Linked DNA regions of Gadus morhua: region 2 is linked to region 1. A link is a contact called in public Hi-C data. All regions are on one chromosome and are shown on one strand. Each heading gives the region's core, a stretch centred on a gene start, on an enhancer-like site or on the middle of the called end of the contact. The rest is flanking DNA. Distances are from core to core; before and after follow the strand shown.

Region 1 (4,716 bases), core at 1,311-3,810:
CTTCAAGGGGGGACGCTGTAACATTATTCATAACATTACAACAACTATAACATTATTCATAGTATTAATATTATTGTACAACACTGATATGTTAGAATATTATTTGAATACATAATAGTTAGCTGTGCTTGGGGAACTCACGTGAGGAGGGAGTGTTTGGGGAAGCTGAAGTCTCCGTGGGAGATCCGGTCTATGCAGTTCAGAGGGATACGGTGGATCCTCTCACAGTTCAGCATCACAAAGTCGTACTTGCAGACCAGAAGGGTTCTGTCTGTCAGGACCACCACACGCTCCCGTTCGTTGTTCCAGTGGTCTACCCTGAGCAAAGAACACACACACACACACACACACAACCAAGAACAGAAGATCAGAAGACCAGAAGACCTGAGCGTCACAGGAGCAGAACCTCAGAGAACAATTACATCCTGAGACCGGAAGACCAGAACATCAGAAGACCAGAACGTCACAGGAGCAAACCAGCTCTACTATTTTTGCATATAAATAGGTTACAAGTTATACAAGATATTTGAAGTAATAATTGACAGTCATGCAGGGAGCATAGAGTAACTCTTGAAATGGGGAACAAAGTTTGAATGGGATGGCTGTTTGTTGGCCGGTATAAAGAGTGAAGTGCACTACTCGACACTCAGTAGCAGCACCATAAACAACAAAAGAATGAAACCTAGTTTTAACTTTTAGGTAAAATATCAATCAAGTTTGCCTTCCTCAGACCGTCTTGTGTTTTTAACCCAGACTTGATTCCAAAACTTCTGAATAAACACAGCCCTATTTCCCTCGCTGTCCAACTGCTTGGCCCACGACAACGGTAGGGTACCGATTCCCAGTTTGTTGACATGCAACAGGTTAGTCTGACGAACAGACAGCTGCCGGGTCAAACCAATGATACTCCCCGGGCCTCGACACCGTGTGTGCGTGACCTCTCCAGCTGGGACTCAGAGCCCACTAGCATCGCCACAGGTCTCTCCCTCAGGGATGTCTGGTGACCATAATGACGTGAAGATGAAGACTCCCATACATGTGAACCTCCTACACCGGTCCTCATGAATTAAGTGGAGAACGTTGCAGTACAGACATCCTGGTCCCGTTGCCCTGCTTTTACATCCCCGGACGAGAGGGACCGGTAACCCATGGCAACCGCAGCCTCCGCGCGCTGGACTGGTTGAACTCCCGACCTACGGGGTTTCTTAATCGACCCCGGACAAGTAGAAGCCAGGCTTTCGTTTGGTGAACTGGTGGGAGGACGCGGTCTGACACTCACTCTGCCATGAGCCACAGGCCCTGGACGGCGCCATCTTGGTCTTTGTCCACCAGGGCCGTGATGTCCTCGATGGCCTGGGTCAGGGTGCCGGGCTGCGGCGCAGCGAACCGGAAACAGAACCGATTAGAGGGCTTTTCACAATAAAACCTCTTCCAGCGGACACTCAAATACACACCTCTGCAGTTCATTGAAAAAATGGGATTCTTGCCCCTCTGATTTTGACTCGTCAAACAATAATACAGAGTTAAATTTGATAAAAGTAAGATCAAATAAAAGTGAATGATGTGTTTTTAAGGCCTTAGTTATATTAACTATTCATTTCATATCGACACTTTATTTTTCATAACAACACATTGATGTTCTCACCCTCAACACAAAGAACCTCTTCATCTTGAACTGGTCCAGGGCGGACACCCAACGGTTCCCAGCAGCCTGGGCCTGGAGCGGCGGGCCAGATACGGGGGTGCTGTTGGGAGGAGCTTCCTCGTCCTCCGGGCTCCCCATGGAGGGCGAGCCGGGCTGGTAACCTTCATCAACCGAAGGGGATTCAGGCGAGATCGGCTCTCCCAGGTGAAGGCTGGAGACTCCTTCCTCCTTATTGGATCCCAGATCCACGGTGGAGACTCCTTCCTCCTTGACTTCTCCCAGTTGAAGGCTGGAGACCCCTTCCTTCTCATTGGATCCCAGTTCTAAGGTGGAGACCAATTCCTCCTTGTCGTCTCCCAGGTCCACGTTGGAGACCCCCTCATCCTCGACGTTCATCATGGCTCTCGTTAGGCTGCGCAACAGGTTTGGTTGGGGAGAGGAATTCGCGGGTTTAACATACTTTTCACCTCAGTCTCTTATGCTGCTTTGCTAACATTTAGAAAATAAAATGTAAAGTGGGTTTATCAAAATCCTAAAAACACCCTTCCCACGGTTATTGCACTAAATGTTACATTCTGAACAAAAAGTAAAATCACTGTTGAAGAAACGCGGAAGGGTAGACGTTAAAATACCCTCAATCATTGGAACAGCTAACCCAGCTATGACCCGAATGAAGCCCGTTTATTGTCATGTTGTCTCTGAGGCTTACCTTTCTAAGCAGTATTATTGATCTTCCGCAGACTAAACGCACTACCGAGACGCAGAGAACAGGTGCTCTCTTCCGGGTTCCTGACAGCGGTTGACGGGGCGGGGACGGCCTGTTGCTCACTTTCGTTTCTCCAAGGCTCTGTTTTCTCCTGTTTTCATCACTTTCTGCACACAGCTCACGTGATTCCGGATGACCAGACTGTATCAGGATGTTGAACGCAATCGATTGGCCGACTGCCTCCGCCCAGTGACAGTGCATGTGTTTCTGGGTCAATGTCTAACATTACATTACACTTGGATTTATTTGCTATAGTAGGCCAACATTTATTTCCTCAGATATTTCTTGAGCCACTTTATAGTGAAGCCCTACTATTTTTTTAGTGAAGCCCCAAGATCTATATTTGCAGGTTTTATATTGTTTTTACTTGAATGTATAGTTTGTCTGACTAGCTGGCTGTGTCTAGATCTGTAAACGGTTATCTTTCTGTTAACAGAAGCTATTCCCCCCCCTGGAAGAGTAGGCTACCCCAAAAGTACCTACTGATATGGTCCTTTCTGGTCAGGTAGGGAATAGTATTGAATTCAGTCTTCGATTTTACTTAATTTCATTCAATGTTAATGTTCGAATAAAAAACCCTAACCATTTTATTGTAAAAACACTTGCGTTTTATTATATTCACTTTTTGTTCTGAGATTTGCTGCTATTAGCCTACACCTCAAATTTGATCTGATATCAAATGCCAACATCGAATAAAATGAAATACTACCTTGAATGTCACAATGGTCTTACGTTTAAAATATTAGGCGTATGGTCGGTCTCATCAATAAAACAAGGTACGGTTATCGGTTGTATTTTAAGCATTTCTCCAGCGCTATAAACCACACTTTGTTCTACAAGCTTAAATTCCCAGTTAAATAAACAATGGTGAAAACACATGCACACACATACACAAACAGACACACACAAACGTTCGTCAAAGGCGGTATTTTCCGGGATTATTTTTAAGATTAGGTTCCTCCTAAAATTCCAAATCAGTCCATCAGCGCTGGAACAAAGTGAAACGTCGACGCAGATTCCCCGTCTAACTCTGGAAAATGAAGACGGAAATATCGCCTTTGCACGTCTCCCACCGTTACTCTAATTCCTCCTGACAGCGTGTAGTGTTCTCGACGCCTTAACACACACGTCTGTCAAGCAGCCATTCTTGGGCCTTACTAGAAGTTTAAAAGCCATTCATTTGTAATCTGGGCCCATCCGAATAAGGTTGACAGCTTTCGAAAGATTTTCCTTCAGTGCTTATGCTAGGCTATAAGCTACTCCCACGTAGCCTACTGACGCGCTGCTTTTAGCTAAATGCACAGGATTCAATAATGGGATTTCCATGACTCCGCTAAGCCATATTTAGATGTCACACAATGAAACCTTTAAGAATGATTGTATTCGCCTTTTACTGTACAAGTGTATTGCTGAATTTGTCTTGCGTGATTAGAAACCTAAAACCAAAATCAACCAATCTCACTTTTCTGATCCGAGTTTCTTTGCCGCCATTGTGATATTTTGAACATCATCCAAAGTTTAATTCACCATTAAACGTGTTGCGCAAACACAACTTAAAAAATCTCCTGTGGCCTCATACATAGGCCTACAAGTATTAATTAAAGTATAATTAACTCAAGTATCATCTCCTTCTCTGTATCTAGGCCGAGTAATCATCTGCTCATAACCACTAATGAGTTAACCGGCACTGATTAGAGTAACGCTGAGAAGTTTCTGAAGTGGGGGATTTAATCGTTCAATAACACAAGAACTACTCATGTGTGATGTGTGAAGTCCACTCATGGCTGAGGCCACGCACCTCTGATCGCTAAGACCCTGATACAGATGTTTGATTCGACCTCCGATTTATGTTCGGGTGGAAAAATGTGCATGAATAGACTCACATCAAGAATCACTTGTTCAGAGTTCACCTAGACTCTGAATAGCCTGCCCTCTTACGCAATTATTGTACGTTGTACGTTCTGGCAATTAATGTACACACTTACTTATAGTACTTGGCATTGTATAGCATCTTCTCCTAGCTATCTTTGTTGTATACAGGGAATGGGGTGACCCTAGTGATTGTTAGTGCTTGGCAATTGATTCTCTGAACGTCCTTGCTGTACCGACAGCGATATATATTGTTTTATCTCTTTCTTCTGACAAATGTACTTCTAGTAAGTCACTTTGGATAAAAGCGTCTGCTAAATGCCCTAAATGTAAATGTTTCTTTGACGCAGAGCAGCGTGTGTGGACCGACGGCCGGTCTGGTTGTATCCATGTGTTGCGTTCAGTAATCCGAGATATCACCAACTTGACACATCTA
Region 2 (4,716 bases), core at 940-3,439, 160 kb after region 1:
GTGGTGGAGGAGACTTCCGGTACGCGCGTTTAAGTGGAAAGGATGTAGTATTAAATAAAAAAGTTTTTTTGTTGCAAGAGTAAAACAAAAAATAAAAGTGAGGAAGGGAGAAAAGCAAGTTCTTTGGAAGGATGGTTAGGTCTCCGTCGCCTTTATACATTCATCAAACTTTCTATGATTATTATTCAGCTGTATATCATTCAAGTGTGTGTTTGGTATCAGTCACCGAATCATTACAGCAATATAAACCCAAGCCTAACGAGTCATTACAGTTCACAAACAATCAACCGTCAAATTACCACATCAATAAAGTGCTGAGAAATCTAGACAGAGCCCTGTGTAAAAATAGACCAGGTATTTTATACGTCTGTCCCCATCCTGTTCATCATCGCCGGAACAAACGTCGGTGCGCACGTTTGCACATGCACCCGAACACCCACACACACAGAGCTAAGAGGGGAAATACAGAGGTGCTATCGGAGGAAGTGGTGTGCGTGTGTGCGTGTGTGTGTGTATGTGTGTGTGTGTGTGTGTCCGTCTGACTGTCTTTCTGTGGAAAGATCTGTATGGCTGTGTGTGTGTGTGTGTGTGTGTGTGTGTGTGTGTGTGTGTGTGTGTGTGTGTGTGTGTGTGTGTGTGTGTGTGTGTGTGTGTGTGTGTGTGTGTGTTGGTTGGGGGGGTGTTTGTGGAGTGGTGTCCGTGTGTGTGATGTTTGTGTGTGTTTCCGTCTGTCTGTGGAAAGGCCTGCCCTGTATGGCATTATCACGTTATAAACATATCAATATACAATGAAGTGCAAACAGTCTATTAGGTGGAGATCTAGAGTATGCACATATTGAATGACATTTCATATATTAAGTGTGTAAAATACATCAGCGTGAAACTAGATGGATCTCAACTCACATTTCATTTTACTACATCCTTTTACATGACGGCAATTCCTCTTTAAACATTAAAAGGTCATTGTCACTTTTTGTGAGGGCAAGTTGCCACAAATATTTGGAATGGATTCAACGTATTACAGATCCATATCACTGAACGGGGAGCAGACATTTGTACCAAACACGTGTTGTGTATTTTTAAGGTCAGGGTTTTTCTTTGGTTTGAGGTCAGTGTGAGGAAGAGTGTTTATGAAACTAGCGGTAATATCCTTGCTGTGTAAATAGGAACTGATTACTAGGGGGGTCGATATCTAAATGACTACATATCTGTTCCTATTATATGGTTACAATAGAGGTTTCTCAAGTAGACGTCTAGAATCTAGAGCTTTCTCATTCGCAGATAAAAAACACTGTCCACTACATCTCTTTATAACTTCTGTTCTGCAATCAGATGCAGGCCCATACATCACATCAGATCATGTTATGTGGTAGCCTATTGTTTAAAACATAAAGCTATAATAAAAAATTAAAACAATAATTTCCTTGGATGACAAGAGGTCCTGCTTGCATAGATAGATGCACATAAACCAAAAATATATAAGATACATTTTATATATAAACCATACAACTTTATTAATCCCAGGAGGGAAATTCAGGTTGGAAATTAACACTTTGTCAACTGTACAGTCATTAATAATATCCACTAATAATAGTAGTAATACTAACTACACAACAGCAAATGAGATTGTACAGTTAGATTTAAGGGAAGTCAAAATCAACAGTTCTGTTTGTCGAGGAAAAATGATGGCTACGAAAACAATCAGCCCCAAACGTCCCGTCACTTTATACAGCTACTATGTTCAAGAAAAGTATGTAATAAAGTTGTTATTGGTATTCCACACTTCGAACTGGTCCATCATGGTAAACGCATTCTTTGCTTTAGAGCATGCTAATACTAATGTTACTTAATAACATAGTATTACTTATTATATAAAACTGCAGAGGACGTTGTCATTACATGAAATAGTCAGAAATAAAACATCCACAACCCAACGCTACAGGGGAGGATGAGACACAATAAGTCTTCACACACTGCAGGCCAGCAGGCCAAATTAACTAAACGGAAATCAGTAGTCCTGTTTGACCCATAAAATGAAGAAAACATGAATGATCTTCTCTTACAATAAGTCCGTGACGAGGCCCGGGTGAAATAGTCCAAATGTCTACCTGCAATCTATTGTACAACATTAAAATATCTGTAGAAAAATAAAAGCTCTTAGAATAAGTGAGAGTGCTCCGATGCGGAGGAGATCCCGGCTATGAACATGTGGTGAGGTGTAACGATGTTATGGTGTCTGCCTCGGTGCGTTTGGACGGGGAGGAGAGCCCTGACGGACAACATGTTTATGTCACGGAATATGAATCGGTTCTGAGAATTCTGGAGGGCTGGGCTTTAAAAGGACGGGGGATTGTTCGGTCCCAGGGTCCGAACGTACTGACCAACCACGTCTCCGTATTGACATGTTGGGCGGTGCTTATCTCCGTTCCCAACCAACTGCCGATTGGCTGTAGCGTTGCGAGGCCGCGCCCACCGTACGCCCGGACCCTGGGCCCCGAGCGACGCCCACTTTGAGGGACTTGTGTAAGTAGCAAGCATGCGCCGTCGCCTGGACTCCACCAAACGTAGGGGTGCGCTGTAACTATTTCACCGATAACAGTGTCAAAACTAAACTGCCACAACTCAAACTCGGTCGTGTCATCCACACCATCGCCGTCACCAAACCACACGCGGCTGGTATATAAACAAACACCGACGCGACGCAGCGGTCGTGGCATTCGTGGTGGTGGAAAAACCGTCTCTCCCCCCCCTGCCGTGGACAAAGTGGTACGGTCCCGGGCTCAAATTCCGAGAATTGAGCTGCTCTGATTCTTAGAACTGGGCTTCTTAGAAGTGGTGATGCAAGAAGTTTCTAGGAAAGCGCTACCAGGTGACTTTAAATTTCTTTTTTTTTCTCCAGGTGACATTTACAATTTTCCCATTTTCCAGTCTTAACCCGCTTTCTCCTCGCTCTCGGATATAAATGTTATGTTTTTATTTTAGACATTTACAGACGCGGTTGTCCTGCAATAACGTGGCGTGTGTGTGTGTACGTGTGTGCGTGTTTGTGATGTGTGTGTGCCAACACACAAACATCCACTCACCAGGGGGAGAGAGGAGCAAGGGGGCGATGGGAGAGTGTGAGCGGTGGTGTGTTTGTGTGCGTCTTGACAGCGGGGCAGATTAGGCACCACAGACCCGTGCTGAATGACATGCATTTTAAAACGAACAGCGCTGTGTGTGTGTGTGTGTGTGTGTGTGTGTGTGTGTGTGTGTGTGTGTGTGTGTGTGCGTGTGTGTGAACGGGTCTCAGCCTCAACGCGATAATATGCTAGAACACACAGGGGGGAGAGAGAGGTTATCGGGATGTGAGGGGGTGAGAGTTCTGGGGGTCTCCCTCTGAGCTGTCCGCGGGACCCCGACGCGTGGCCCCGTCCGAACGCGGGCTCGGTAGATCAAACGCGCCAAGCGCGTTTGATCTACCGAGCCCGCGTTCGGACGTGATACAGTGTGGGACAACGCAGTTGTTGCGTTATTGTTGCGTATATCATTCCTGTGTATTGGGAGAATTATTGTTGTGGTGGGGTCGTGCGGGAGGGAAGTGTTGTCGATCCGCGATGATGTTGTTATGTCAAAACGTCCACTTATCCGTGATGGGTGTGAAGGGCTGACGGTGTGATACTCAACACGCTGTTGGTAGTTGATATCGTGATGTAGGGGTACAGGAATGTTCCCCTCGCGCTCGGAGGAGGACGGCGTGTTTGTGAGGTGTAAAGTTGTGTGTGGAGTGTGTGCGGGCATGGTGTTAAGAGTTGTGGGCGACATGTGTGTTCGCTACTTGTTTCCCCAGCAGACTTCTCGGTGTAATAATTGAAAACATGCGTTTTGAATTGGTGGTGTGGTGCACGTTGCACGGGCTGTTCGCGGGCTGGGTGGGGGTAAGGGTGGAGGTTCGGGTGGGGGTTCGGGTGCCGCTGCAGCTGGAACTTTATTTTCGGGCGTGTCGAGTCCCCGAGGTTTTGGCAGCGAGTTGTTAATATTTCCCAGGCCGATATAAATCATCTTCAGTGTGGAATCAACACAATGTTAATGGAGCCTTTCGGGCTCATGCTGTCGTTTTAGGAATTTCGTTACATAATAGTAGATGTTATGATGGGATTTTATTGTATTGGGTGTAATTGGGAGGCCTTATAATAATGATAATAATATTAATAATGATAGTGATAATGAAAGTTATTTTCAGTTGCAGTTTTTTAAAAATTATTTGTTAGGTTCTTATTTTGTTCAAATAACCTAAAAGGAACTTGTGTTTCAGTCTGTTTAAATGTGAGAAGCTGGGGTATGTTGTGGTTTTGAAAGTGAAATGCAAGTCTTGTGACTTTCTCGTGCCGTTGACTTTCGCTGTATAATGAGATTTTATTTACATAATGGATTTCAATTACTTCCCGAGAATGTGATGAGTTGAGCTGAGATTTTAGAGTCACTCACAGGCCTTTTAAAACCCAGAAAATGCATTTTGTGGTGTTGTTATAAGGGATACAAATATTAAATTCACTCAAAAACCCGTGAATTAATATGGTATACATTTATTAAAACGAAGACTATTACCTGCACTTCACCTATGTGTTGTTACTAAAAGTATTTCTGTAGCCTAATTTGTCTTTTGTAAACGCGTTAAAGTACAGTGACAGTTGAAAGCGGCTGAAGGCGTCACCGTGAGAGCGGTGTGTTCTGGTT

The links. Hi-C and Micro-C count contacts between places; a contact is called where the count stands out from the background.
Region 2: a Hi-C map of blood shows a contact between it and region 1, with 8 times the contacts expected there. The contact joins the promoter of bcl6aa here to the promoter of tprg1 in region 1. A contact is called at or near these places in 4 of 6 Hi-C or Micro-C datasets (blood, gill, gonad and 1 more).

The regions. Positions count from the first base shown.
Region 1 is chr12:11,989,210-11,993,925 of gadMor3.0, forward strand. It overlaps tprg1 (tumor protein p63 regulated 1), which reads right to left and starts at 2,561. Exons shown (of 6, transcript XM_030372235.1): 1 at 2,355-2,561; 2 at 1,646-2,057; 3 at 1,280-1,371; 4 at 142-318. The coding sequence starts at 2,044.
Region 2 is chr12:12,147,352-12,152,067 of gadMor3.0, forward strand. bcl6aa (BCL6A transcription repressor a) reads left to right here and starts at 2,190. Exons shown (of 10, transcript XM_030372202.1): 1 at 2,190-2,869. The coding sequence starts at 2,839.